7 separate regions of the Mus musculus genome follow, and regions 1, 2, 4, 5, 6 and 7 are each linked to region 3. Evidence: chromatin contacts called from public HiChIP or PLAC-seq and promoter capture Hi-C data. All regions are on one chromosome and are shown on one strand. The core of a region is the stretch at or near the end of the contact, and the rest is flanking DNA. Distances in the headings are between cores, read along the strand shown. Region 1 has its middle 65 kb from the start of Syt2. Region 2 holds the start of Syt2 (synaptotagmin II). Region 3 holds the start of Tmem183a (transmembrane protein 183A). Region 4 overlaps Ppp1r12b (protein phosphatase 1, regulatory subunit 12B). Region 5 holds the start of Bmncr (a long non-coding RNA gene). Region 6 holds the start of Prelp (proline arginine-rich end leucine-rich repeat). Region 7 has its middle 4.3 kb from the start of Gm32039.

What was found. Promoter capture Hi-C pulls out the DNA fragments that hold promoters and counts their contacts. HiChIP or PLAC-seq counts read pairs in DNA pulled down with a chosen protein or histone mark. Capture Hi-C pulls out chosen DNA fragments and counts their contacts.
Region 1: a promoter capture Hi-C map of stem cell-derived epiblast-like cells shows a contact between it and region 3, with 7 times the contacts expected there. The contact joins the enhancer-like site here to the promoter of Tmem183a in region 3. A contact is called at or near these places in 10 of 39 promoter capture datasets (the 3T3-L1 cell line, 3T3-L1-derived adipocytes, the C10 cell line and 6 more), 1 of 15 datasets of contacts at CTCF or cohesin (large pre-B cells), 1 of 484 Hi-C or Micro-C datasets (embryonic stem cells), 9 of 115 datasets of contacts at active chromatin or transcription factors (embryonic forebrain, embryonic limb bud, embryonic stem cells and 3 more) and 2 of 9 other capture datasets (liver and pancreatic islet).
Region 2: an H3K4me3 HiChIP or PLAC-seq map of embryonic stem cells shows a contact between it and region 3, with 5 times the contacts expected there. The contact joins the promoter of Syt2 here to the promoter of Tmem183a in region 3. A contact is called at or near these places in 1 of 484 Hi-C or Micro-C datasets (uterus) and 3 of 115 datasets of contacts at active chromatin or transcription factors (embryonic stem cells, large pre-B cells and pancreatic cancer cells).
Region 4: a contact with region 3 is called in an H3K4me3 HiChIP or PLAC-seq map of bone marrow-derived macrophages, with 4 times the contacts expected there. The contact joins the enhancer-like site here to the promoter of Tmem183a in region 3. A contact is called at or near these places in 3 of 39 promoter capture datasets (3T3-L1-derived adipocytes, cranial neural crest and hippocampal neurons), 1 of 484 Hi-C or Micro-C datasets (muscle stem cells) and 2 of 115 datasets of contacts at active chromatin or transcription factors (bone marrow-derived macrophages and pancreatic cancer cells).
Region 5: a contact with region 3 is called in a promoter capture Hi-C map of pancreatic islet. The contact joins the promoter of Bmncr here to the promoter of Tmem183a in region 3. A contact is called at or near these places in 2 of 9 other capture datasets (adipose tissue and pancreatic islet).
Region 6: a contact with region 3 is called in a promoter capture Hi-C map of the SN4741 cell line, with 2.5 times the contacts expected there. The contact joins the promoter of Prelp here to the promoter of Tmem183a in region 3. A contact is called at or near these places in 3 of 39 promoter capture datasets (the 3T3-L1 cell line, the SN4741 cell line and hippocampal neurons) and 1 of 115 datasets of contacts at active chromatin or transcription factors (pancreatic cancer cells).
Region 7: an H3K27ac HiChIP or PLAC-seq map of extraembryonic endoderm stem cells shows a contact between it and region 3. The contact joins the enhancer-like site here to the promoter of Tmem183a in region 3. A contact is called at or near these places in 2 of 39 promoter capture datasets (the C10 cell line and erythroid cells), 1 of 15 datasets of contacts at CTCF or cohesin (the NIH/3T3 cell line), 1 of 484 Hi-C or Micro-C datasets (CD4 T cells), 7 of 115 datasets of contacts at active chromatin or transcription factors (astrocytes, bone marrow-derived macrophages, embryonic forebrain and 3 more) and 4 of 9 other capture datasets (adipose tissue, embryonic stem cells, liver and 1 more).

What each region holds. Positions count from the first base shown.
Region 1 is chr1:134,642,348-134,646,229 of GRCm38.p6, forward strand. No RefSeq gene overlaps it. Among named protein-coding and RNA genes, the nearest start is that of Syt2, 65 kb to the right of the region's middle. Within about 2 kb of position 1,549, at least 3 of the 459 cell types and tissues checked have an H3K27ac peak or open chromatin away from gene starts, as enhancers often do.
Region 2 is chr1:134,707,268-134,710,929 of GRCm38.p6, forward strand. It overlaps Syt2 (synaptotagmin II), which reads left to right and starts at 2,033. Exons shown (of 9, transcript NM_001355726.1): 1 at 2,033-2,157.
Region 3 is chr1:134,360,735-134,364,494 of GRCm38.p6, forward strand. Tmem183a (transmembrane protein 183A) reads right to left here and starts at 1,265. Exons shown (of 8, transcript NM_020588.2): 1 at 1,028-1,265; 2 at 800-889; 3 at 23-190. The coding sequence starts at 1,136.
Region 4 is chr1:134,817,064-134,820,820 of GRCm38.p6, forward strand. The region is part of intron 18 of Ppp1r12b (protein phosphatase 1, regulatory subunit 12B); the gene reads right to left. Among named protein-coding and RNA genes, the nearest start is that of Gm32670, 45 kb to the left of the region's middle. Within about 2 kb of position 1,833, at least 73 of the 459 cell types and tissues checked have an H3K27ac peak or open chromatin away from gene starts, as enhancers often do. A contact at or near this core is called in bone marrow-derived macrophages and pancreatic cancer cells, where this site is marked.
Region 5 is chr1:133,975,839-133,979,346 of GRCm38.p6, forward strand. It overlaps Bmncr (a long non-coding RNA gene), which reads left to right and starts at 1,443. Exons shown (of 5, transcript XR_878543.2): 1 at 1,443-1,756.
Region 6 is chr1:133,919,845-133,923,617 of GRCm38.p6, forward strand. It overlaps Prelp (proline arginine-rich end leucine-rich repeat), which reads right to left and starts at 1,557. Exons shown (of 3, transcript NM_054077.4): 1 at 1,411-1,557.
Region 7 is chr1:134,097,717-134,101,208 of GRCm38.p6, forward strand. No RefSeq gene overlaps it. Among named protein-coding and RNA genes, the nearest start is that of Gm32039, 4.3 kb to the left of the region's middle. Within about 2 kb of position 1,690, at least 401 of the 459 cell types and tissues checked have an H3K27ac peak or open chromatin away from gene starts, as enhancers often do. A contact at or near this core is called in the NIH/3T3 cell line, adipose tissue, astrocytes and 8 more, where this site is marked.

The DNA.
Region 1 (3,882 bases), core at 299-2,798, 280 kb after region 3:
TGGTGCTCCCCTCCCACAGCTAGGGGCTGTCTGAAAGACAGTTCTATGATACAACCCCAATTTATGGAGAGTTTCCCGGGCGATGGGATTTTAAAGTGCAGAGGTTAATTGTTCCGAAAGGGTTTCAGCTGATTTGCTTTTCATCTTGTCGTGGTGGAGGGCTTCAAAGTCCGTGCACACCCTCTGAGAAGGAAAGACAACCTGCCTTCTATGATTGCTAATTCTGAGCCATATGTTCCTCACATCGTAGAAAGCTTACAACTCCCTCCGAGAAGTGTCTCTCAGTCTCAGCTGGCTCACCAAGAGTGTTCAGGACAGTGGGTGGGTCGAATAGTTCAGAGCCCTCTCCTGCCCATTCAGAGGGGTGAATGAAAGCCAAGGCTCATTCCAGCTGTCTGGGGCATGACGCTCAGTGTGACATAAAGCTCTGTGCTTCACCAAGGAGCGGTCCTCTGCTCCCAAGGTTTGGGGTGCTGCTTGTTTTGAGTCTGAGAAGGAGAAAGATCATTTGGAGGTAAGAGAAGACTGGGAAAGACAGTTTTCTCCACTCCCTGGGATCGGATACACCTGCAGTCATTATCTGCAACTTCCTGAGTTTCTTCCATAGGCTGGATAGAGAGTTGAAAACTTGAAGCCGTTTTCTTCCGAGGGCCGTGGAGTTACTCAGGACTCCTCCGCCCTCCACTGTCGTGCTTTAGTTGGGAATCTTCTCCTAACTTGGTAGTAATATTTTATAAGATTATTTTATGTGTACGAGTGTTTCATCTGCATACACATCTGTGGGCCTGATACCCACAGAGGCCAGAAGAGGGAATTAGGTTCCCCGGGAACTTGATTTATGAATGGTTGTGAGCCACCATGTGGGTGCTGGGAACCAAATCCAAACCCTCTGAAGAGCAATGAGTATCTGTTAATCAATGTTATCTGATGAGCCAGCCGTCTTTCCAGCCGCAGCAGTAATGCGTCATTGTTTTGTGATTTCACCCTAAAACGTGGAAGCTCGGCCCTTGCCACTTGTCACACCAGGATTTATTGGCTGGTTAATTGACTGATTGAGGCAGGGTCTCTCTATGTAGCCCTGGCTGTCCTGGAACTGTCTATGCAGACTAGGCTGACCTCAAACTCAGAGAAATCCACCTGCTGCAGGGATCAAGGTGTGCGGGATTAAACTCTGCCAGGATCTTTATTTTTAATTAAAATCCAAGATAAGATATGGATTGCATGGTGTCTCACTTTATTTTAATCCGTGTTTTATCCATCCCCATTTGATGACCTAATGTCTTCTGTATTTAAGGCATTTTATGGGAGATCTAAAAATCACATAAACTACTATAAGCATTACTAACTTAAATAAAATATAGTTTAAAATACACTTAAGCTTGGCTTGTCCACAGAATCAGATGGTAAGCAAACCTAGACCACTGGAGCCAGGGATTTCATGTGAGTTTGAGAAGCCCGTAGATTGAACAGCACTTGCCAAGCAAGTGCTTCGGAGTCGCTCCAGCCGCGTGTGCTTAGTTGTCAAGAGGAATGCAAACCTCTCAAGAGGACTAAGGTGTGTTTCTGGCTTCATGCTTGTATTCCTGAGTGTGCAGGGCGGAAGAAGGCAGGCACTGAGAGCTTGCCCCACCTGTGGAGGGGAAGGCCTGCTTTTGTCTTGCTTGCTGCAACAATAGACAACAACAAGTCTGGAAAGCTGTGTGAGCTAAAGACCTTACCTGGAAGAGGGGAGGAAGCAAGCCAAGTGTTGGGTGGAAGGAAGGAAGGAAGGAAGGATAAAAATGCAGGCTCATGGAAGCAGGTCATGGGTAGGAAGGAGAGCAGGGACCGTGTGTGTGTGTGTGTGTGTGTGTGGCTGCAATTCCCTGCTGGCTTCTCTCCCCTATTTGGGCAAAAACAGAACACAAGAGCTCAGGGGAGCAGTAGGAGAAAACAGAGAAGCACCGTGGCCAAGGGGAAGCAGAATTCCCTCCACTTTCAGTATTAGATCCCCCATCCACACTGGTCCAGAAAGATCTTGTATGGAGGCAGAGCCTTGGCTCATAGCCCTGGCCAGGAGAGAATGCACTTCAATGATGGTGCTGGTGCTGTGATGGTACCCAGGGCTCATCCTCTTAAAGAGAACAGTTGAAAAAGTGAAGGATCTAAGAATATGCTGCGCATGGAGGGAGTGGTGCCTTTTAAATTCTTTCCTCTTCCAGTTCTTGAAGCCTAGGGGAATGAGCAAGAGGGACAGCAGGCTGATTAGGTTTATAATCCAGACATTCTGGAATTAAATTCTTGAATTAAAAGAACATTAACGCTGGAACCAGGGACACTGCACTTTCACTTAACCAAACTGATTGAAGCACTGACTCTTCTAATAGTCTCGGGAAGCAGACAGGCTTCCTCTAACCTTAAGCTAAGTAGATGGGTGCAGTCGTGTGCCTGGGAGGAGTTGGGGTACCAGGCTGACATGGGCTTTGATTGGATGTATGCTGCCAGCCCCATAGACAAATTGAATGAAATATATGGGCACTGCAGTTTTTCTGACTGGAATCCTGTAGATACATAGCATCAGGAGGGGAAGAGAGCTTGCCCCGTAGATACATAGCATCAGGAGGGGAAGAGAACTTGCCCCTTGGGCAAGTCCTCAATCACATGTAAGGTAGGGTGGCTGGGCAGGCAGAGAGCAATATGATCACACACACACACACACACACACACACACACACACACACGCAGTCCCTCCTCACTTCCCAACGATTCAATAATGTTTCCTCCACCTACCTCCACCCCCACCCCCACCCCCGAGTTGCTTCCTTCGGACTGTTCTGTGGAGGCTGTTGTGGGCTGCAGAGTGGTTTAAGAACAATCCATTGTCTCATGACAACCACTGAGCGGCCACTTGCTTCCTTCCTCTGAAGAATTCTGACCTTGGGAGAGTGATTGGGAAGTCTCCCTCTGCTGTCTCTTCTCACCTTCTACCCCGACCCTACCGGTTCTTTGCTTTCCCTCATCGTCCATTTATTCCCATCTCTCGGGTTGTTTGTTTGTTTTTCAAAGAGCAAATAGGCATTGAGGACTGACTTCCGGTCCACCGTTTGGTATCCAAGAGCAAGGCAGGGTGCTACTGCCTATTATAAAAGCAGACTCCAGGCTGGGCGCTGGTGGCACACTCTAATCCCAGCACTCAGGAGCCAGAGGAAGATCTCTGTGAGTTCGAGGCCAGTTTGGTCTACAGCGTGAGTACTAGGACAACCAGGGCTACAGAGAAAAACCCAGTCCGGGGGGCGGGGCAGTCTACTCCAAAAGAGTTGAAGTGGGGGTCTGAAAGGTGGCTCAGTGGGTAAAGGCATTTGCTGCCACACCTGATATCCCAGGATCCCAAGGCTCACATGGAAGAAATAAGCATTTAACTACTGTAAATTGTCCTCTGACGAGAGAGAGAGAGAGAGAGAGAGAGAGAGAGAGAGAGAGAGAGAGAGAGAAGAGAGAATGAGAATAAACAACAAATGTAATTTTAAAAAATTTAAAATATGTTAAATAGATTGTGCACAAAGCAGCCTCCCGATGCCCGGCATCTCGAGCAGGTTAGCAGCGCTGCAGTTTTCTCCCCAGCTCTACAGCGCAGGGAGCTGCTTTTGGCTCAGGGCCTCGAGGCTGTTTGACCATCAGCAACCATTCGGTAATATCTTCACAACAACATCTTACACTTTTAGAAAACAAATGCATGAAAAAATTCCCTCATTTACTTGTATTTCTCTCTCTCTCCCTGCCTAAGGTACATTTCAGCCCCGAATAGCCTATTTTCATAGCCCCCATCCTGCCTCCCTCTTGCAGGGATTTCACCTCAATTATTCTTATACCCTCAGAAGCCCCTGTTCCCGCAGACCGCTATAG
Region 2 (3,662 bases), core at 783-3,282, 350 kb after region 3:
TTCTCAGAGGACCTGCCCCATCTGCATAGATGCCACCAATAGAAGTCCACTGTCCCTCCACCCCAGGAAGGGACAGGCCCATGGTGGCAGTCTGTGAACATAACAGGTATTTCTAGAAAGTGTGGACATAGCTTTATAGACGGACTCCATCTCTGCCTCAGACCCTCCTGCCTGGCAGCAGTTTTGAGGAAGGCCCAGGGCATCTTCCAATTCATGTGGTAGTGCCCATTTATCCATCCGAGAATCATCACATTTACCCATTCCCATCCTGAAGGTGTGGGTTCTCCTAAGGCAGGATGCTGTTAGGTACGCTTAGCTAAAGGAAATCCTGCAGTCTAACCTGAATGCAACCTACTGAGCCTCCCTCATTGGTGGAAATCAAAGAGGGGTGCTGTTACCCCCGTGGAGGAGCAGGCCCCTTACACTTCTTCAGCCTGCCCACTCACAGGGAGCAGTTCTCAGATCTGGGGGTGGCATGGGCAGGCATGGGTACGGGAAGACTCCTAGTACTACTTATAGTCTGACCTTGAGCTCTTGACCCCAGGCCACCCTTTCTCTCTGGAGAATGAACACCTGGGAACAGCCTTCCCAGCACTGTGGGCAGCCCCTGTCAGATGTCCAGGGACATGCTCCTGCCCAGCCCTGCTGCATGGAATCCCCAGACCAGCTCTTCTGTAGCCTCGGGCCTACAGCAAGCAGTCACCATTCTAAACTGAGTCGCTAGCCCTACAAAAAGCAGCCATGCTGCCTGCCGGAGCATTACAGCCTGTGAGGACTGGGAGGGAAGGAAGAAGGGGTTGATGGTAGTTTAGTAATTTCCTGTCTCTTCCAGGTATGCCCATGGGAAACACAAAACAACAACAACAACAACAACAACAACAACAACAACAACAACAACACACACACACACACACACACACACACACACACACACACACCTCATCACTTCCTGCATCAGGTCTTGAACTTGATTCCTGTTTGAGTGTACAGAACAGGAGGGAAAGAGAAAGAGGTGTTGCCGCAGAGGGTGGAGCAAGCAAGCCAGTCCAGACGAGCAAAGGTGGGCTGGGCTGGGCTGGGTAAGCTGGACACTCCACTTGGGGACTGGGATGCTGAGGTCTTAGCAGCAGGGGAGTTGGGGACCGAGGGTGAGGCGCAAGGGTCAGACCAAGGCACTGGGGATGAGGGGGCACCATAGTTTCAAGCCTCCCTGCCACTCTTACTCAGTGTCCCCACTCAGGGTTTGTGGAAACCCTTGCCCAAGAAGAAGAAAGCAAGATTTGGGGCAAGCAGGAAGGGCTCCAAGATACAACCCTTTTACGGGTAGCTTCCGTGTGTCGTCGCCCCTCCCATAGCTACCTATGGAAAGACCCCACACCCTGTCCTGACTCCACCCTCCAGAGACCTGGTGCAGTGGCCCCCGGACCACTTCCCCTCCTTTCCTCCCTTCGGTGTCCCCCTTTTGTTCCCCCTCCCTTTTTTTCTCTTGACTCAGGAAAGCCTTTAATCTGTATCCCTGAAGCGCGTCACCCCTCTCTCCTCTCCCCTGCGGTTCAGTCAGGCGGAGGTCCCCCTCTCTCATTCCCCTCCCCCAGCCACTCTTGAGCGCCGAGAAGCTCCCGGAAAAGCTTGCAGAAGCGGGGCAGGTGGGGAGTGTTGTAGGAGGGCACTGCGCGCGTGGTGGGGATTCTCCGCAGAGGCAGGGGGGAGCCCCATGCGGTTCCGGGGTCTGAGCCGCCCAGCCTGCAACTTCTGAAATGACCGCATGCGGCTAAACCCCTCTGCCCGGTGACTCCAAGCAGCATCTTCCCGGGGCGGCCCCTTCTCAGCCACCCTCCGCGGACTGTCCTGACTCAAGAACAGGGTGTGGGCTACCAGGACAGGTCCCTGCTCCCCGAGATCCAGGATCTGGATCGGGGATCGCCTCCGAGGGGCCGCACGCGCGTGTGCAGGCGGATGTGAGGCGCATCTCAATTGGCGGGCGGGGGAAGCGGATCAGGTTGTTACTACTGCAGAGCGCGCGAGCGAGGGAGCGGGAGGAGAGCCGCAGCGCTGGCCGGCGCGGGAGTGGGAAGAGGGGACCTGGACTTCGGGGCGGCAGACTCCCGCTGCCTTCTGCACCAGCCCACGCCGAATCGGCTCCCGGACCGTCCCCGGGTAAGAGGGAGCCCAGGCAGGGAGCCCTGCGAGGGCATCCCATGTCCCGCAGTCCCAAGTGAGGCCACACCCAGGACACCAGCAGCTTTCCAGGGCCTGGTGTTGGACCCCTGGGAGGCTGGATCACCAAATGAGACCATGACTTTCAGGGTTCAGCACTTGCTGAGGCATAAACTAAGTGCAGGATCAGCCCTTGGTGAGATCGGGCTCCCGAAATCCACTTCTTTGTCCCGGGGGAGATGTCCTGAATATCCCAGGAACCCCTCCACCTAGACCTGTTCTAGTGCTGAGCACAGGATAGCGCTCTGTACTGGGACAGGGAGCTAGCTAGGGAGCGAGGGCACTCACAGCTCATCCCAGGAAGAGGTGCCCTGGAGGGTGGATGCAGTGGGTGTGTGGTGAGAAGCATGTGCAGAGAGAGAGAGAGAGAGAGAGAGAGAGAGAGAGAGAGAGAGAGAGAGAGAGAGTGGGGGACCCTGCGTGCCCCCGCTGCAGTGAGAATGAGTTGGTGGATCCCATGTGCTCGGAGCTTTGGAGCCCCCTGGCGCAGAGTGGCGCGCAGTGGGGGTGCTGGCACTCCTCGGCCTGGTCTATCCAGACCAGAATCTGCGGACATGTTTTGTGCCCCGTTCTCTCCCGAGAACTTTTTCATTCTCCAACCAGTGCCGTGGCTTTGTGCATTGGAGGGATGGGGGTTTTCAAGGATCCTGGCAAGCGGCCACGGATGGGAGAGTGGGCAGTGGCGCTCTGCTGGTTTGCTGTGTGACCTTGGACCAATGGTGTACCTCTGGGAGTCTCAGTCTGATGTAGGGGAGTGGTGCACCACACAGGAGTGATGGTGGGGAGATGGGGAAGAGGAGGAGGAAGGCCGTCCAGTCCGGTGAACCGAGTCCGTGACTAAGTCTGCCAAGCGTTCCGTGCCTGGGAATTCACTGCCTTTGATTCTTGGCCTCTGCAGAGAGCCCTGTGCACACTTGGAAGGGCAACAGTGTGAGACTCAGAACCTGGAACCTCAGGGGGCATCAGAAGGCATTCTGCCCCTTTGGCTGACCTTGAGTAACTCATTTACTCTCCTAGGCCTTAGTCTCCAGACGTGGAAATGGGGGTTTGGCACATCGAGGATCTGAGTCTTTCCCATCCTGATACCTCCTGTCCCAACTGAAGGGGAAACGGTACAGAAGGCTAGCCCCTGAGTATGTAGTTCCTTATTTAGCCTTCCAAGTGGACTGAGGCCTACAGTCTATTACCTCCATCACTGTTCCTTACAGAGTCTCCAGGCCTGACAGGCCACTGTTAGCCCAGAACTGCCCACCCTCTGCACAGGACATAATTTTCACTGGGGAAGAGGGTCCCTGGGATAGACAGGAGACTCAGAGGCCTCCCAAGGTCATGCTGTCTTCTCTGCTGTCCGCTACCTCAAGAATCCTTCCTTGGTAGAAAGCTCTCTAGTGGGAGCTATACCAGCCCATTGCACAGCCTGGACTGCCTGCATGGAAGACCGAGGT
Region 3 (3,760 bases), core at 15-2,514:
TGCTCAGGAAAGCAACCCGTACCTTTATGTCTCTTGCTCTTCTTTTTTCTGGAGACTGATCTTTCCTGAGTGCTTTCTTCCTGGGCATCCATCTCATCACTGCTGTCCAGGATGTCACATGGCTCACCCACCCCGGAAAGAGCCTCCTCGGCAGGAACCTGGGACGCTTCCAAGCCACAAAGAGATTTTACTAGGAGGAAACAAGGAGAGAATGAAACGCACTTGGTCCCATCTGCAAAAATCTTGAAAGCAAGACAAACATAACAAAAAAAAAAACAAAAAACCCAATATGCCAAAGAAATGGAAGTCAACTGCATGGTAAAATATGCACAAACTACCAAAAAAAAAAAGGGGGGGGGGACTGGTATCAAGGAGTGGCAGTGGAAATTAACGAGTACAAAAAGTTGTGTGGGATTTTGTTCTTGTTTTGGTTTGGTGGTTCTTCTGAGACAGGACCTCACACTTGCTAGGTAAACCAGGCTAGCCTTAAACTCACAGAGATCCACCTGTCTCTGCCTCCCCAATGCTGAGATTAAAGGAATGCCCACCGCAGCTGGTCACAAAGTTGGTTTTAACTCAAAGAGGAAACAAAACCATTTCGGCTCCGGAACCTGCTGATCCTGGCTACACACACCCATCCCATCCAGGATACGAAACGAGAAAGTAAACAGTGGGAAGAGCAAACACGTTCATGACCCAAAGGTCAGTAGAAAAAACACCGGGACGCAATTCCAGGTAAATACAACACCCAATGCTGTCTCTTAAAAGCTTGGGCCTAAAAAGACCCACGAAAGCCTACCTTCCTGCTGAATAGCGTTGGCCACGGCTTTCTTGACCCGTCCAGACCTCACCACCGCCGGATCCGAGTTGGCATAGTCCGCCACGGTCACTGAAACAGAGCAAAGCGCCAAGGCCTCCTCAGACTCGAGGCAAAGTCTCCGCCACCGCTCCCCGCCGGGTCCCGCCGCGCCCGCCCCGGCCGCCCAGCCCGCCTTGGCCGCCCAGCCCGGCCCCGCCCCTCGCCCACCTCGGCCCGAGCAGGCGTCGTGGGCCCGGAACTTGAGCCGCTTTCCTCTCTTGGGCATGGTGACGGTGTCCCGATGAGGCCCGCCTAGCTGGCCGGAGCCCCGGGCCATGTCTCGGCCCCGAGAGCCGGCTCCCGGAGCCGCAGAGCACCTCCACCCGGCTCTGCGGCCATCCCCGCACCGAGGCCGCGGCTATCGCGAGGACTTCGGCGAGGGCTCTGGGTCCCGTTGATTGCCGACGCCCCTCTCGGGGAGCCAATCGCCTCCGGGGCCCGGTGACGTCATCACCCGGCGCCCTCAGCCGCAGCGGAGGCCAGGTTCCCAAAGCGGAGCGGGCTGTAGGACGGGGAGTGCGTTGTCACCGTCTTCATCACCGTCTTCTCTGGGGCGTTTGGTCCTCCAGACCGCGTTCTTTAGAACTAATAATTTACATCGTGGTCCACTTCAGCATCTAGATTGCATATATCTTGTTTTCGTCATTCTCTCTTTCCCACTTACGTCAAGTAACCTGAACGTAAATATCAAAGCGGTCGCTATAATTTTGCTTACAAAGGCTTTGAAATTCTCTCTGCAGATCAGTGGCTAACTCCTGTAATCCCAACACAGAGAAAGGATCAGAAGGTGAGAGTCATCCTCGGTTCGTAGCCAGCTGGGCTACAAGAGATGCTGCCTGAAAAATGAGTAAATGTCTGAATTCTCAAAGTAGAAGAGATTCTTAAAAGGTTTCCCATCACCATCATCCGAGCAAATTCTAGAAGGATAGATGAGAACATATAATTCCTTTGTATTAAAAGAGAAGTCCCGTGTTGTGTCTTTTTTTCTTCTAATTCCCTTTCAGCTCCCAAAGTGTTAACAGTCCCTGGCTTAAGAAACAGTCCTTTTGACCCAGGCAACCCAACTGGCTAGATCTACTCAGAGAGTGCCCTATAAGACACCTCAAAGGGGTCTCCATTTTATTCTACCTAGTACTGTGCACAGAAGTTCATAAAGAGCAAACCACATAACTTACTAGAATTATGAAACAGTCTACCACCAGGGATCATAGAATAAGGCTTGGATCACTTGGGAATGATAACTGAAACAACATAATTGGTTATAATCATGCTCTAATTTATCTAGAATTATAACAGGAAGCAAAGGTCTAACAGCCTATAATTGTTCTAAATAATTTTCCATGTATACATAATTAATGTCTGTAGTTGAGTTCAAAATACAGCTGGTCAGCACAGAGCCTTCTCATCTCACGTTACCAGTAAAAATTTAATGAGGCTTTCATGCATGTAGATCTCTGCTCATGTGACACTCTTTAATACTCACACCCAGGAGTCCAAAGGGAATCAAAGATGCAAGAGACTCAGGCCCTATTAATAAACCACTAACTGCTTTAAAAACATAAGGATTTTAGCTGAAATGTTCTCTCATTTTAATCCTTTGGAATGAAAAACATGCTAGTTACACCAAAAAAATTTCTCTTTCAAATTTTGATTGAAAAAAATCTTAAACAAGATTTCTTGGAGTATTTAGCCAATTTAGAGGAACAAAGAACCCATACGTCTTTTATTCCTCATTTCAATAAAAAGTAACAAGTGGAGGCCTAGGAAATGCTTACTCTAGAAAGTGCTTGCCAAAAAAAAAAAAAAAAATGCTTGGCAAGACTTTATCATCTCTCAACCTCCACATAAAAGTCAAGAGTTGTGGGGTTAGAATGGTGGCGATGGGGACTCACTGGGGATGTGGGCACAGGCTATTCCCTAGGGCTCACTGGCCAGCGCACACACACACACACACACACACACACACACACACACACACTTGAGCAACGAACTTTCAATTGGTTGCATTAATGATCAGACCCAATTTTACAGGTTCTTTCTCAAAAGATAAACAGAAAAGTTACCTAATTTACCATTGTATTTAAATAGAAGTTATTTAACCTAACTAACGGGAGAAATTGGTCTTTCTCAAACAAGTGGGAAATGTAAGGACAATATGTGAATAGTGAAAGAATTAATATGTCCACTATACTCCTGCATTACATTGTAACTTTACTTTGTGCTAATAGTAAATATTATCGTGTGTGTTTGTTTTAAGAGCCTTTCTTTAAAGCCTATCCTGGTTTTTATGGAATCTTTGGTCAGTGCAACATCCTATTGGAGACAATCCAGTAACATGAAAATGAAAAGAAGTACAGGTTGTTCTCTTCAGCGTCCTACTTTTCAAGAGAAAGCATATAGCCAGGAGTGGTGGCACAGGCCTTCAATCCTAGCCCTCAGCAGGCAGAGGCAAGGGACATCTGTGAGTTTGAGGAAACCTGACCTACCACAGCAAGTCTCAAGCTAGAACTTAACAAGAGCTTTCTCAAAAGTAAAAATACATTTAAACAGAGTATAGAATGTGAAGTTAAGCTTGCGTGGGTAAAAATCTATAGGTGTAGTACACATTTGTAAGCCCAGCATTTCTGAAGCAGAGGCAGAAGGTCATGAGCTTAAGGTCAGTCTGGATGAGACCTTGTCTCAAAAAGCCAAGGGCTGGTTCAGGAGACTCAATGGTAGAGCACTTGCTTAGCATATGACCCTGGGTTTGAGCCTCAGAACTGAAAATACAAGGTCTAGCTACTTATTATATGTAAATTAAGCCTTTACCTAAAAAGTTTGGCCTGCTTGACAGGATTATCAAATGATCACATTCACTCATAAAAATCATTTAAAATAGCATACAGCAAGCACCCAGTAAAT
Region 4 (3,757 bases), core at 583-3,082, 460 kb after region 3:
TTTTCCAGGCAAAGAAAGAACCCCAAATATTCCTGAAACCAATCTTCAAATCAAATAGAAGTCAGAATCACCAGATACTTGGCTTTGTTTGGGCGCCATTTTGCAAAAGAACAACATGGGCAGCTGGGTAAAGTTGTTCCTAGGTATACACATAATCTAGGGTCTTCTTTTTCTAAAATATTTTTATGTGTATGGGTGTTCTGCTTGCATGTTTATCTGTACACCACATGTTTCCAGCATCCCTGTAAGCCAGAAGAAGATAAGATCCTCTGGAGCTGGAACCACAGATAGCTGTGAGCTGCTATGGGTTTTGGGAACTAAACCAGGTCCTCTATAAGAATAGCCAGTGCAATCAACTGCTGAGCCATTCCTTAGTCTAAGTTAAAGAGAAGAAGCAAATAAACTCAGACCAAAGCAAAAGTCCTCCTCATAAGTCTGACAAATCCAAGGTCTTTCCAACAGAATGCCTGTCACTGATCTCTGGGAAGAGAACAGAAACATAATCAACCGCAAACATAGTACAGATAGAGACAAACTGAGAAGCATACAGCAAAGCTACAGGACAGAGTAAACCTGACCCTGCATATGCAGTTATGTGAACAAAGACACAGAAAAGACAGCAAAGAACAGAAGGGTAAAGGAGGAGTTCTGAACAGAAAAAAGAGTGGACTAGAAATTAGAAAGTAGCGCATGAAGTATGTAGCCAGTCACATCTCATGCAATCTTCACAGCCCTTTAAAGATACATTAAAAACAACAACAACAACAACAACAACCACCTCTCTCACATCCATAATGCTGTACGTAAAACAGCAACTTGCATCCGCCATGCTACATGGTATGGGCACACATGGCACAAAGGGAGGGAGTTCACTCTTCAATATTTCCACCCCATGTAGTAAGTAGCTGGTTAGAAGAAACAGAGAAACGTATCCAATTGATAAATTCTCAATTGAGGGCTCAGGAAATAGCTTAGTCAGGAAAGTATTGACCTTGTAAAGCATGAGGACTGGAGTCTCAACCCCAGAACCCATATAAGCAGCCTGGTCCTGGGGTGCCTGCCTATAATCTCAGAGAGGGTAGGATGGGCGGGCAGCAGATGGGCAGCCTGCTCACGAACCAGCTAGCCCAGCTCACTGCTCAAGTTTCAGGCCAATGAGATTGTCTCAAACTAAAGGTGAGAAACACTGACGGAATGACAGCCAAGGTTGTTCTTTAAGTGCTGCACACATGTGGGTGCATGCACAGGCACATGCCTGTGCACCCTCACACATGAACACACATACAAGAAAAAATCATGCAATTCTCATTCAAGTCATAAGGAGGCTGCTGAGGCAGTGGCCGTCATTGTCCTGGGCATCTAAACTTAGGTGGGTTTTGAGGACCAAAGCATTCATGAAGACAAATGACAACAGTAACAAGGGATTGAGGGACATTCAGAGAAGGCAGGCCACGCAAGCAGTCAGTCATAGCAAGTGTGCTAGCACATGCCTGTTAATTCCAGCTCTCAGGAGGCTGAGGCAGGAGGATGAAAAGCGCAAGGCCCACCTGGGATATACAGACACAGCCATTATATCTGACTTTGGATCTAGTTCACTCAGTAGTACTTCATTTATTGCACATTTTTACCCTGCTTACATTATGTTTGTAACTCAGGTTTTGTTTTTGTTTTGTTTTTGAGACAATTGCTTGAGTCACACAAGGTGACTCTGGAACTTGCCTTGCCTCTGCCTCCTGAGAGAGAGGATTAAAGGCATGTACCATAATCTGTGGCTCAGTTTTAACAGCTATTTTATATTGAGTTCGTCCATGGAAAAAGCCCTAGATGGCCAATGTTAAACAAGCTGTGAGTCATGGCATCTTGCGCAGCAGTGAGTCACTGCTTTCTCAACTACTGCCAGGATGCTGGACATTTAGGTTATTTCCAATTTTTCTTCCATCATAAATAGCTTAACGGAGCAACTCTGTTTTATTCAACAGGGCCTAAGACTCTTCTACATAGTAAGTAAAACTTTTTGTGACCTTGTGGTGGAATGTTCTATGCATAAAACATTATCTACAGCTATACCTGTGTGACTATTTCCTAAAATACATATCCACTGTTCATTCCCTCAGGACAGCCTTACAGGGGGAGGTAAGAATGTGGATCTGTCCTCTGTTCTCAAAAGAAAAGAACGCAGAGCCGTGGCTGAGGACTGCTAATGCAAGGCCAATCGGGAGTACAGCATGGAGCCAGTCAGTCAGCACAGTGAGCCAAGTGATACCATCAGCAGATCCACTCAAACTCTCCAGCCTCAGCAAGGGTGAGGGGTAGGGTGTGCATGTGTGAGTGTGCGCACACTCGAGGGAGCACACAAGCCAGAGTGTCCACGTGAAGGACAACTTTGGGCGTCAGCCCTCACCTTCCACCTTGTTTGAGACAGGGCTTCTTTGTTACTCACGGCTGCATGTGCCAGGCTAACTGAGCCAGCGCTTCCAGCGTCCAGCATCAGAGGCACGCTGGGATTACTAATGTATGCTACCACAGTCAATGGTGGGTTCTGGGGATTTGAACTCAAGTCCTGACACAAGCACTTTACCCATTGAGCAAGCTCCCTAGCTCTGTGATTGTTTTAAACAGCAATTTATTGGAGGTGTGCTCACAAAGCCAATGTCTGCTAACACAAGGCTATGAACACCAGAAGACCCATCCGAGTCCTTACCTGCAGATGAGTCACAATCGCACACAGCATTCTGTGGCGTTCTCCCACTCCACTCCACTCCCCTCCACTCCACTGTTCTCACACCAGCAACTTCTCCCAACCAACAACTCTATGGATACTCTTCAGATCTTCAGACTTCTGGACTGGATCCCACAGGACTGCTGGTGGCTGTAGGCTGTCTACAACTTTATTTCTTTTCCTCTCAGTAACAGAATCTGTCTTCCATGGGGAACCTACTCTATGTAGCTGTCCATCTCTTCATCCAAAGTCTCTATGTAGCAGCCAGGATTGCTGCTATTTATCGTGCTGACCACTCCATCTCTACCACTCTCAGTACACGCACTAAAGTAACCAAGGCTAACTACCACCTGAGGATGCTTTGTCTAGTTTTTTGCTTATTTGTTGTTTTCCTTTAGTGCTAAGGGCCTTACTCATGTTAGGCATGGGCTTAGCCCTCTTCAATGAGCCACATATTCCATCCGAGTTCAAGTCTAACCACCACATTTTACGGCCTCTTTCACTCTGTCTCATCTAATCTCTGGCTACAGAAATGGGCTCTGAGGAGGACTTGACCCAAGCAAGGTCAACTAGACATAGGACATTGGAATATAAAAGGGCTTTCTTTTTTGGTGTGTGTGTGTGTAGAGCTCTGTTCATAAACTTCCAGTTTTCAAGACTGAAGCCAGGACAGGATGGATGGCTTGAGCTATCTCAAATTAATTTTCTGTCAAATATAGTCCTTGAACTTTTTACTCTTGTGCTTGGTGGAACACTATCTTCCACCTCCACACCCCTATAACATCTTCCTTCTCTGACCTTTTCTCTTTTATATTTTTCATCTGCCTACCCCTTAAATAGTGTTATGCCCAGTGGTCCACTTAGTACTTGTCTTAGAGTTTTATTGCTGGGAAGAGACACCATGACCAAGGCAACTCTTATAGAGGAAAACATTTAACTGCGGCTGGCTTACAGTTCAGAGGTTCAGTCCATTATCATTATGGCAGGAAGCATGGTGAGATACAGGCAGACATGGTGCTGGAGTAGGCGCTGAGAATT
Region 5 (3,508 bases), core at 193-2,692, 380 kb before region 3:
CCTCATACTCCTGTCGCCATGTCTTCCCTGCCGAGGTGGTGAGCTGAACCTTTAGACTGAAAATCGTAATAAGCCCTTCCTTAACATCTGTCATGTCCTCTGTCACAGCATGAGAATAGTAACTGGTGCCATGCCTCATCCGTATGGGGCTCACATTGGCTGCCACATCTGTCTGATGCAGTGCCATCTACGCTGACACAGGGCCCTGTGCTGGCCATGGTGGTGGCTCTATAAGGCTAAGGCAGCCCCAAGAGTATGGGTCTGCTAGCCTATTCTTATGTTCCTTTTGTTTGGGTTTCTTTGTTGTTGTTGTTGTTGTTGTTGTTGTTGTTGTTGAAAGGCAGGGCCTCATGTATCCCAGGCTGGTCTCAAACTTGCCAGAGATGACCTCAAGTTTATGATCTTCCTCCTTCACTGCCCAAATACTAGGGTCATAGGTGTGCTCCACCACACTTGTTTCATGCAATGCCGGGGATCAAACCCAGGGACTTGTACATGTTAGGCAGGCACTGCACCAACTGAGCTACATGCCTGCATGTCTAAGCTCTATCTCCTGTACCAACCAACCGGATATACAAGGTCTTCCAGGCCCAGCTATGTGCTGGTCTGAGTCATCTTCACCCCAAAGCTCTCAAACCTAGATAGCCACAGCAGGCTTTACTTTGCAGAAATCCTCCCCGACTCTACATGTCACTGTGCTAGTCCTGTGTGTGTGTGTGTGTGTGTGTGTGTGTGTGTGTGTGTATGTGTGTGTGTGTGCATGTGTGTGTGTATGTGTGTGTGTATGTGTGTGTGTGCATGTGTGTGTATAATAAATACTGCCTGCTTTCCCAGCCTCATTTTATGTCACCTGCCTCTGTGTCTCTTAAAGCCAGAAATGTTAGTTTCTATGTTTTTTTTACCATGAGCATCAAATTCTTCCTCATTTTTCAACGTAAATGGGTCCCCACCCCCCTGCCAACGTTTACTATCATGCCCCCTCACTCTCCAGTTAAGTCTCACCTCCCCAGACACCTTTATTTGACCATGCGATTCCTTCTGAATTTAGGGGTTCTATCATTTTCTTTACTAAGTAAAGCCTCACTGTGCTGTTCACTGCCTGGTGAAATACTGGTGGTTAGATGTGGCCTCTATGTTCTCTCCCAGGCTCCCCGATCTCATCTCATCAGGCCACATATGTGTGCTTACTTCTCTAACCCTCTACCTATGATTTGGATTCTTGGGTTCAGGGGCCGAGTGCTAATCGTCTTTGTAACCTCCAAGAACACCAGGCATGTGGCAGTCTTTTAGTAATGTTGACTTAATAGGTGAATAAGTTCATGGTGAGAGGAATGCTGGGAGCTCTGAAGGCAAGGACTAGTGTTTGTATGGGAGAAGAGGGCTTAGGTTAGACTGGAGGATGCTGGGAAAATTTTTGTCTAACCTGTTTGGGAAAGCACAGAGAGGGTTCTGTGTTTTTTGTGGACACAGGTATATCTGCATGTGTATACTCAGCCTGGAAAAGACATAAAGGGCTTCTAATAGATGAATATAGGGAAGGCAGATGGCCTCTGTCCTAGAAACTTAATCAGCAAGCCACAGAGGCTGTTTTCGGAACTCCCTGTGGGGTTTGGCTCAGCTAAGCGAACTCGGGAGCCAAGTTTGGCAGTAGAGGATGAAGAGAACTAAATTGCTCCACCTAAGAAATGAGAGGAATTTGGATTTTATCCCTAAGAGAGACATGGAGGAGACGGGGAAAGGCTTTCTGAATAATATGGTAAGTCTCGCCCTGAACTCTGAAAACGTCCGGTGGGTTTTTGAAACTAAGACCAGGAATGACTTCTTGTTCACGGGTTTTGTGTTTGCTACTGTGTAAGGAGCTTGCAAAGCCTGCCACATCACAGAAGCCCATGGGAGGGTCTACTGTGTTCTCTGTCTGGCTGAAGGAGACATGGTACAGGGTACCTAGCAGGAGTGGTGGGGTGAACTCGGACTGACTTGTTCATCCGACGCAAGGGTGCACTGTAGAAGTGTGAGGGACCTGGAACTGAGATTTAGATTTGCTTATGATACATTCATTCCTTTTGAACTTAGGACCCTCTAGTCTTGAAAGGGACAAAGCCACCTGCAGTCCATGGCAGTGTCTTGGGGTGTTCATTGCACAGCTGACAGCAGTGTTGCCATCCTGCCTGGAGATGGCCTATCAGTGTTACCTGTGCTTGTGTGGGAATCTGCATGGATAGGCTCACATGCTGGGTCCTTGTTAGACAAACATGCTACTGAGTATGTCCAGTGATCTTGCTTTGCTTCCTCACTGAAGTCCTTCCCAAGCTAGGAGCAGAGGGTTTCTCAGGACCAAGCCAGCCCCATCCCTCTCTGCATTCCCTGCTTGAATCTGCCTCCTCTCCTGCCCCTGCCTGTTTTCCCATTCTCTTCCTCCAGCTCCAAGTACAGCCAAAGCCCTTAACTAAGAGCATGAAAACAAAAAAAAATCAGGTCACCAGATGTGCTCCTTTCTGTCCTCTGGCTCCTCAAGACTCCTCACCACAAGTCAATAAATCCTAAGTGTATCTACAGCAAGCACTTGGCATCCCCCCAGCTCACTGTCCCCGCTGCCTAGTAACCAACCTGACTGAGGTGCTCGGATGAGTGCACCACACAGCTTACCCATGTCTCTGGCACCATGATATGGCTGGATTACTCGGTCTAGACAGCACACATAGACCCCCAGTGAGAGGTGATGTCTTTGAGCTATGGGTACCTACTCCTCGGGCTTCCTCTTCCTTGTGTTACATGGCCTGTCTGATACTCTGAGAAAACATCCTGTCTAGATGCTGGCGGGCTGAGGGAGCTGCAGCTCTGCCTCTGCTCCTAGGTGGGGCTCCCCCAAGCTGGCTCCCACCTAGACCTGGAAGGATAGATGAGCATCTGGGATTCTCATCGCAGATTGTTTACTGGTGGGTTTGCATGGCAGGTTAACAACCTCGCAGCAGCCTGCTCCCTGCCAGGGACTTTCAGGAACAATTTCTCCAAGCCAGTGTGGCCGGGTCTGGGCATGGGCTGCCCCCCCCCCCCTCCTTCAGCAGCCACGTGGATGTGACTCATGCAAGCTCTCTGAGCCCTTGCGGAGGGCAGCTAGAGGCCTGCCTGCATACACTTGCACGGAGTAGGGAACAATTCGGAGTCTCTGTGGCAATCTGGTGGGTCTCTGAAGCCTTTTGTACTTCTGTTCCCCAGATCTCTTGCCATCCGGGCCCGATGCAGCAGTGTGCCCCTGATGCTCTTGAAAACACTCACCCCCCCAACACCCCAAGTTACCTCTTTCTTCCCAGAGCACACAGTATAGTCAGAGCCCTACAATGAGGACACTTGGCTTTGCACCGGAACAGAATATGGATTAGCCCACGCCTAGAGCGAAGTACGCAACCTTGTTTTATCGTCATGAACTCTACTGCTCTTGTGGCGCTAAAATGGAGGCTGGGGTGGGGGGAGGCACGATGTACTTGTCTGGGCCCACAGAGCATGCGCA
Region 6 (3,773 bases), core at 307-2,806, 440 kb before region 3:
TCTGTCCTCTGAGAGAGTCAAATGGGACAGACCTGTGGGGTACGGGGAGAGAGAATCTAGAAGGGATGGTTGACAGCTAGTACTAGCTCTTGGGTACCTGGGACAGGTAGCTTAGCAGGTAAGAGGAGATAGACTAAGGTAGAATGTTCTTTGTAGAATGTTCCCCCGAAGTATGGTTGCCTAGTATGGATGATGTTAGTAATCACAAGAGAGTGCCTTGTTCCCTCCTGCAGTGGCTCTCAGCCCTCACTGTCAAGACTGCAGGGGCTCCTTTTTGAGGACACCACATAGCCCTTTATGTGAATCCCAAGGGAGTTAGGGGAGTCTCAGGATGTATTAACACAGCTCTGGACCTCTTGGGTTCTGTTTGATGGGTCTGTAATGAGTGTCTGTCCCTGTTTTACTAAAGCTTCCATATTCCCTGCCTACTGCTCAGGGCCCTCTGAGGATCAAGTAGTGCCCCCCTTCTTACTGCCATGGGGCCCCTCTATTGCAGGAGAGGGGGGAGCTGTGCAAATAAGACTCCCAGGTTCCCCTCCCTGCTTCCTCTACTTCAAGCCCCCTTACCAGCTGACTGGTCAGGATAATCTCAGAATAACTTCAGAGAGAAGAGTGTTTCTGACTATGTAGTGTGTGTGTGTGTGTGTGTGTGTGTGTGTGTGTGTGTGTGGAACTGTTAACTCAGGAGTTAGGGCCTCCAAGGCTTGCAGGCAAGCTTGACTTCTTTTTGTAAGAGCCAAGTGGTTTGGGGAGGGAGACAGGAATTCGGGCTGCTGAGAGGATACTGTGTAGGCTGGAGGGCCACTTTTCTCTCCCTTCTGCCTGATTAAGTTCAAAAGAAAGAAATTTTCAAAAAAAATCACTTGATTGTTCATATCCTCCCTGACCAGCCAAGGCGTGATTGTCTTTTGGCTCTGTCATCTCAGAAGGAAAACGCTGTCTCTGGTCAGGCAGTTGAGGAGGCACGTGAGAGAGTAAGAGACAAAACCCAGTGTGTGTGTGTGTGTGTGTGTGTGTGTGTGTGTGTGTGTGTGTCTGTCTGTCTATCTTTCTGTCTGTCTTCTGCAGTGCATGGTAATACATGAAAGGTGTAGAGAATTCGGTTCTAGTGTCCAGTTCCCATGGCAACACCTGCTCTGTTCAAATTCTGTGTGCGACACAGCTCTGTGTGCTCCACAAACATCTGCACTTAGAAAGTTTAACTTCAGCAGCAAGCAAACGCTAGGATGCAGGATGTTGGAGAGACAAGAGAGTGTCATCAGGAAATGAGGAAGGCTACATCTGAACTCTTTAGAGAGGAAAAATGAGAAGGAAGAAGGCCAGGAGGGAGGAAAGAAAGATTGGACAGAGCTAGAGAGAACCCCTGGAGGAAGGAGCCTTCTAGTCTTCTCCCCCACTGCCTGAACTTACCTGCACACACCTGCCTCTCCTCTGGACTCTGGGGCACTCTTCTGTTCCTCCCCACCCTTTGCTGGAGCTGTGGCAGCAGAGAGCCAGCTAGAAGTTCTGGTCTCCCAGTTGGTGCGTGTCTGCGTGTGTCTGCCTGACTTTTCTTCTACCAGATCCTATTGGGGTGGGGAGGTTAGTTTGGGGAGGGAGGGGCAGATCAGAGGGGGGAGGGCAGGGAGGAGGAGGGAGCAGAGGAGAGAGGGAGGGAGCTTGGGAAAGGAGAGATGACAACAATAAAGTCTTTATTTGGCAGCCAAAACTCCACAGACCTCATCCACACCCGATGCCCGCTAACGGCTCACTTTTAATAATGTTTCCTGCTGCTGCTGCTGCTCTGGAGAGGGACCGTTTGACCCGTGTTTGGAAACTAAGCCAAATCAAGAGAGGAAAGCACTTGGCAAGGCCTCTGCTTCTGTGCAGGCAGGGTGGGGTCGCTGGGTCCAGCCCTGGCCACTTGAGTTTCTAACAAGCGCCTTACTTCCCTGATGTCAATTCTTCAACTCACTGAGGAGCCACGAGACACTTTTCAGAGCATACACAGTGACAATATTTCCCTATCACAGCCCAGAAGCTTGCTAAGGGAGTGGAGACTCACTGTGCAGTGGGCTGATATAAGAGGTAACTACTGGTTTGGTGGCCACTCTGGCCTGAGGATCACACAGCCAAATTAAAGCAGGTTTCCAATTGTAAATCCGCAAGCCATTGTTCCTAGTTCCTGAGGACAGTGTTGGGGCTTTTCCTCCAGCTTTGTGTCACACACTCAGGTGAGGTTTGGGGGCTGTGTGGTCATCCCACAGAAACAGGATGATGCCAGGCTCCCCAATGCATATCCACTTCCTGGAAACCAATTCAAAAGTCTCTGTTATCTGAACAATGACCCCCACCCCCGTCCCCATCTGAAAAGTCAGGCACACTTGGCTTTAAGGTGCATTCAGTACAACTTCTGGCTCAGAACCTAAGGGAAACACTTACTCAGTCACCATTAGGTCATCAGAGACCTACAAAGCCCACAAGGGACTCTTGTCACTGTCCCCTAACTCTCAAAGTCCCCGGCTCTTCCACTCACAGGAAATAAAGTGTGTTCTTAGGCAAGTCACTTGATTTTGAGATGCCCCTATTTCTGTGTCTGTGTCTCAGGTAAGACCGTGGAGCTTCAGAAGGGATTGTAGGGAATCCTAGCCAGCGTAGAGATATAAATGTCACTCACTGCCTGTTTACCTGCCTTCTTGCTATCACAACCCCCAAAAGCCTGTGCTGGAGGGAGTTGTAGGGCCTTGCTTGTGTTAGGTCAGTGCTCTACTGTGGGGCCATGGACTGTGAGCCTGTTCCTTGGTCGAGCTAAAAGTTTGAAGCCCCAGAGACCCTGAAGGGATCTAAGGAGTTTTGCCTGTTCCCAGGCACCAGGCCCCTGTCACCAGCCTCAGCCTCCCTCCTCACCCCCATAGATTTGTGGCCATCAGTCACTTGGGGGCAATGCCCCAAGCCCTTCCACATGTAGATGAGGCATCCTTAACATCTCAGACCAATTTAATAGGAAAAGAGATGTGATCTGTGGCCACTTAGGCTCAAGGCAGAGATCTCCATGCTAATGAAATACCTAGAGGCCCAGAGGGCATGGCCAGTAAGATTCCCTTCCCAGATGCTCCTCCCTGCAAAAGGTATTTAATCTCAGGCCTGCCCTGAGAAGTGGGGTATGGTTTTACACATTTACTTTCCACCATGACAATAAATGGTTTGGTCTCTTCAGACATGGGGAGCCATGGAGAAGGCCTTTGCCTACAGAGCCACTGTCTAATCTCCCATAGAAGGCCTCTCGGTGCTCCCTGCCACAACCACCACCAATCCTGCCACCCATGAAGCCAAGTGGGACTAGCTGGAGCTCCTCTTCTGCCCCCCTGTTCCCTGGACCTGGCCTAGATCCAGCCCTCAGGCCCCCACTCTGTTCTCAGCTCTTCTGGGACTTCCAGGAGCACCTAGATGTCCAAGAGCCTGAGAACCCCATGGACCCTGACTTGTCATAGGCTCGGGCACCCCCAAGCCAGCTCCAGCTTTCACAGGTCTCAGACTCCCAGTGCCTCCCCGCATCCCACACCCGCCTGGCCCACAGCCCTACACTCTACCACTGAGCCGTGCCCATAGCCTTCAGATACACACAGGAGGCCATCACATCATCACCTAACACCCAGATCAACAGTTACCACCTCATGCTAGTGTGGTGGCTACTGCCAGTAATCTCAGCACTTAGGGCCTGAGGCAGGAGAATTGCTATTAGTTTGAGGCCAGCATGGAAAACTGAGTTAGACATTCTCAAACCAAAAAAAAAA
Region 7 (3,492 bases), core at 440-2,939, 260 kb before region 3:
TCTGGAACTCCCTGGCTGTGCCACCATCTTGCTGGGCCCCGGTCTCCCTCACTGTAAACTGGGATTGTTGGCTGACCATGAGTTAAGATACCCAGATAGCTTGATAATTTTCTTTGTACCTTGTGCTCCCAACGCCCTCCATCCTCTGCCACTTGCGTTCGCTTGGCTGGCCTTGTGTACATCCTATTAAAGGCCTTTTGTTATGTTTTTTTCCTCACTCCCCAAACAACTAGTAGTACACACTAGGCAGGTACTGGAGAAATCTGCAGTGGCCACAGAGTAGTAGAGAGGACCCGCAGGCCAACAACTGATAAAAATCAAGATCTCGGGGGAGGAGGGCAGGTTTTGAAGTTTGTGTTTGTTTATTTGTGACTCAGGCTAGCCTAGGCTGGTCAGGAATTCACACTTAACCCAGTAACTCCTTGTGGGTTTGAACCTTGCGCAGTACTTCTACCTCCGCTTCCTGAACGCGGAGGCTGCAGGCTCCAAACACCACAAGCTGCTCCCACTGTCCTTCCTTCCTTGAGGCAGTCAGACCATGCTGCCCAGACTGGCCTTGAACTCTCAATCCTCCTGCCTCAGCTTTCAAGTGCTGCCACACACCAGGTTATATGAACCTTTTGAGTACCCAAGAAGCAGCTTTTGAATTTCAGCTCAGAGTGCCATGCTATAGGGCTAGGTCAGGCTTTCCTTTCTGACAGAGAGGCTGTATACTTTCCAGCCGGAATATAAGGGAGCAGATGCCCGAGACTGCTGTCGCTTGAGGTCTAGGTCCTGCTGGCCCTTTCTGAACCCTCCTGGCTCCTCCTCCCAGCCACTGGAGAACTGCCACATTGAGAGGCAGAACCTGGGAGGCGTCGGAGCCCATTCATTTTTAATAGTCCAGCTGCCATGGTCTCCCAGAAGTTCCGCTGCACACAAGCACTCTCAGTTGCCAGGCCTGGGTCTTGTCAATGTTTAATGGAAGCAAGGATCTTATCTGGAGTTCCAAGTCGTTTAGATTACTCCTGTGTAAGGACCTGTAGTGTGGGATGGTGAAGACAGATGGAAGACTCCTCAGAGTGACCCTGCTGCTCCCCGGGGCAGGAAGGGGTTCTTAGAGTTAAAAACAGTGTGTGGGTGGCCCAGGAAACAACGCAAACGGGACAGAAAGCCCTATCTCACTTTGGTCAGGGTCTGACCACACTGTCAACAGCTCTGCCTTGGAGTCGATTCCAGGTGCCCAGTGCACACCCTGCCAGGGGCCTCCTGGGAAATCCAAGACACAAGGTAATGGATGAAGTCTGGAGGGACTTAAAAATAGATGTCCATTGAGCCTGTTCTGGTGTCCCTCAGCAACCAAATCTGCCTGTATTTGGGAGAAGAGACACCATCTGGCTTGCCTCTAGTATCAAAGTGTTGCATGGAATGACTACAAGTCCACACTAACCTGCCAGACTGAGCTGGGCCGCTCTGTGCTCCCGGTCCTGACTCCAGAGCAACTAGGGGAGGGACTAGTGCAGCTCCCCAAGGCCCCGAGGAATGCCTTACGCAGAGAGTCAAGTTCTATTTGGGGAATGGAACATCACGGTTCTAAACACAAGCCGGATGTTATTTACAAAACTTGTCTAATGGCCCAGCCTCCATACCGGTAGCTCATTGGCTGCTCGTCTAATGGCTCAGCCTCCATACTGGCAGCTCATTGGCTTCCAGCTCAGGTTTCTCTAGCGGCTTTCTCCGGACTTTCTCCCGTCCTACCAGTTTCCTCCGCTTACAGATCAACATTCCAGCCGAAGTGTCTCACTGACCACTGACTGTCACTCACCGATGAGACCTGTGGAGGGAAGCTGGCAGGAGCAGTTCCTAACTGGGAGACTGAGGCTTGGGAAGGGGAGACCGGCAGGAAAGAAAGTCAGAATGATATCACCCTGCCCTGCTGTCTGCCATTCTTATGAGGGTTAAAATGAAAGACGGCCGAGGGCCTCTCCCAGTTCACCCGTGAAGCTCGAGTCTAAGTGATGGGTCAGGTGATTTAAGCTTTTTCACTCCAATTCAGACGGTGGAGAAGTCTGGCTGAATGGATCAAAACTGGCCAGCACACTGGACAGACCATTCCTAACACCTGGCCTTTTGCTATGTTGTGTTTGGGGAGGTTGGACTAGAGACTGGAAAATCCCAACAGACATTCCTAAGTCCCGGGAAAGTCTGACGCTGAGGTGTCAGGACTGTGGGCACATGCTCTTCTTGAATATCCCTGGGTCTCTTAGGCCACTCTGTCCCCTTTGCTCATCATCTTGTCTCATGCCTGTTCACCCAACACCTGCTCCATCACCACCTCTCCCACACAGCGCAGGCCCGTGGGCTGCATGTGGTATGTATAATAGTAGTCCTTGCCCCAGTGACCCGTGAATATTCAGTGAGCTAACTCATGTGGAATGCTTGGACCAGCATGGAGTAAAACCTCAATAAATATTAACTGCTACAAATGCCTGTTGCTGTATGGTTTCTCATCCTCCATCCAGGGTAAAGGAACTTTAAAGGAACCCTGTCACGCGAGCCCTTCTAGGCCCTAGCATGATCCCAGACCTGAACACGGACAGCTGTGCCCCGTGGGTTTTCTCTAAAGGTCACAAAGACTCATCGAGAAATGTCCAGGCTTAGGCGCTGACCTAGGAAACTAAAGACGAGGCTTTATTCCATCAGCAAACAGGTGGGCTTCCTGAGAACGCAAGGACACCTGTGAACGGCTCATGAGCAACACAGTGGCCTGGCTAGCCACCAAATACTACCATGATGGTGCTGACCACTGGGTCCTTAGGATCTAGAGCAGAGGAGGTTTGGCAGGGCAGCTCAGGTAAACCTCCTGGTGAGAGAGAGCTGCAGAGTCGTGGCTACTTTAAATTGGGGGGGGGGGCATTGCTGGATGAAGAGAGAGCCTCACCTAGGCTCCACACATTCTGTGAGTGAGTAGCTCAGCACTCAGGCCCGTGGCAGAGGGTGTAGAGTGGCGCAAGCCTCTTACATAGAAGATACTAGATAGCACCTTATAGGTAGACTAACTCCAGGTTCCACCCTATCTGGGGCCTCTGTGAGTCCTTGTGGGCTGGGGACAAGATCATTGTGGGAGATTATCACCTTCCTCCTTAAATAGTACCTGCTCTACCCCGCTAATGAGCCCTCATCCAGAAGGGCTTGGGGACAGAGATCCATGACTTTTACCAGGCACTTCCTAAGGATGAAGATGAGACATAGGCAGAGGCCACAGGAGAGGATGAGGAAACCAAATAGTGGGGAAGAGGGAGACGTTACCCTGAGTAGCAAGAACAGAAGAGGCTCCCATTCCTACCCCAGGCAGCCTCCCATCCTCCTGCCAGCTCCCTTAGGGTAGATCGGAGAATATCTAGACAAGAGTTGCAAGGAACAAGCCCGGGCTTGATCCCAGAGTGTGAGGATCTGGTTCACTTAGAGGAATGTTGCTATTCTTAGAATCTAAATCCCAGGATGGTGACACTA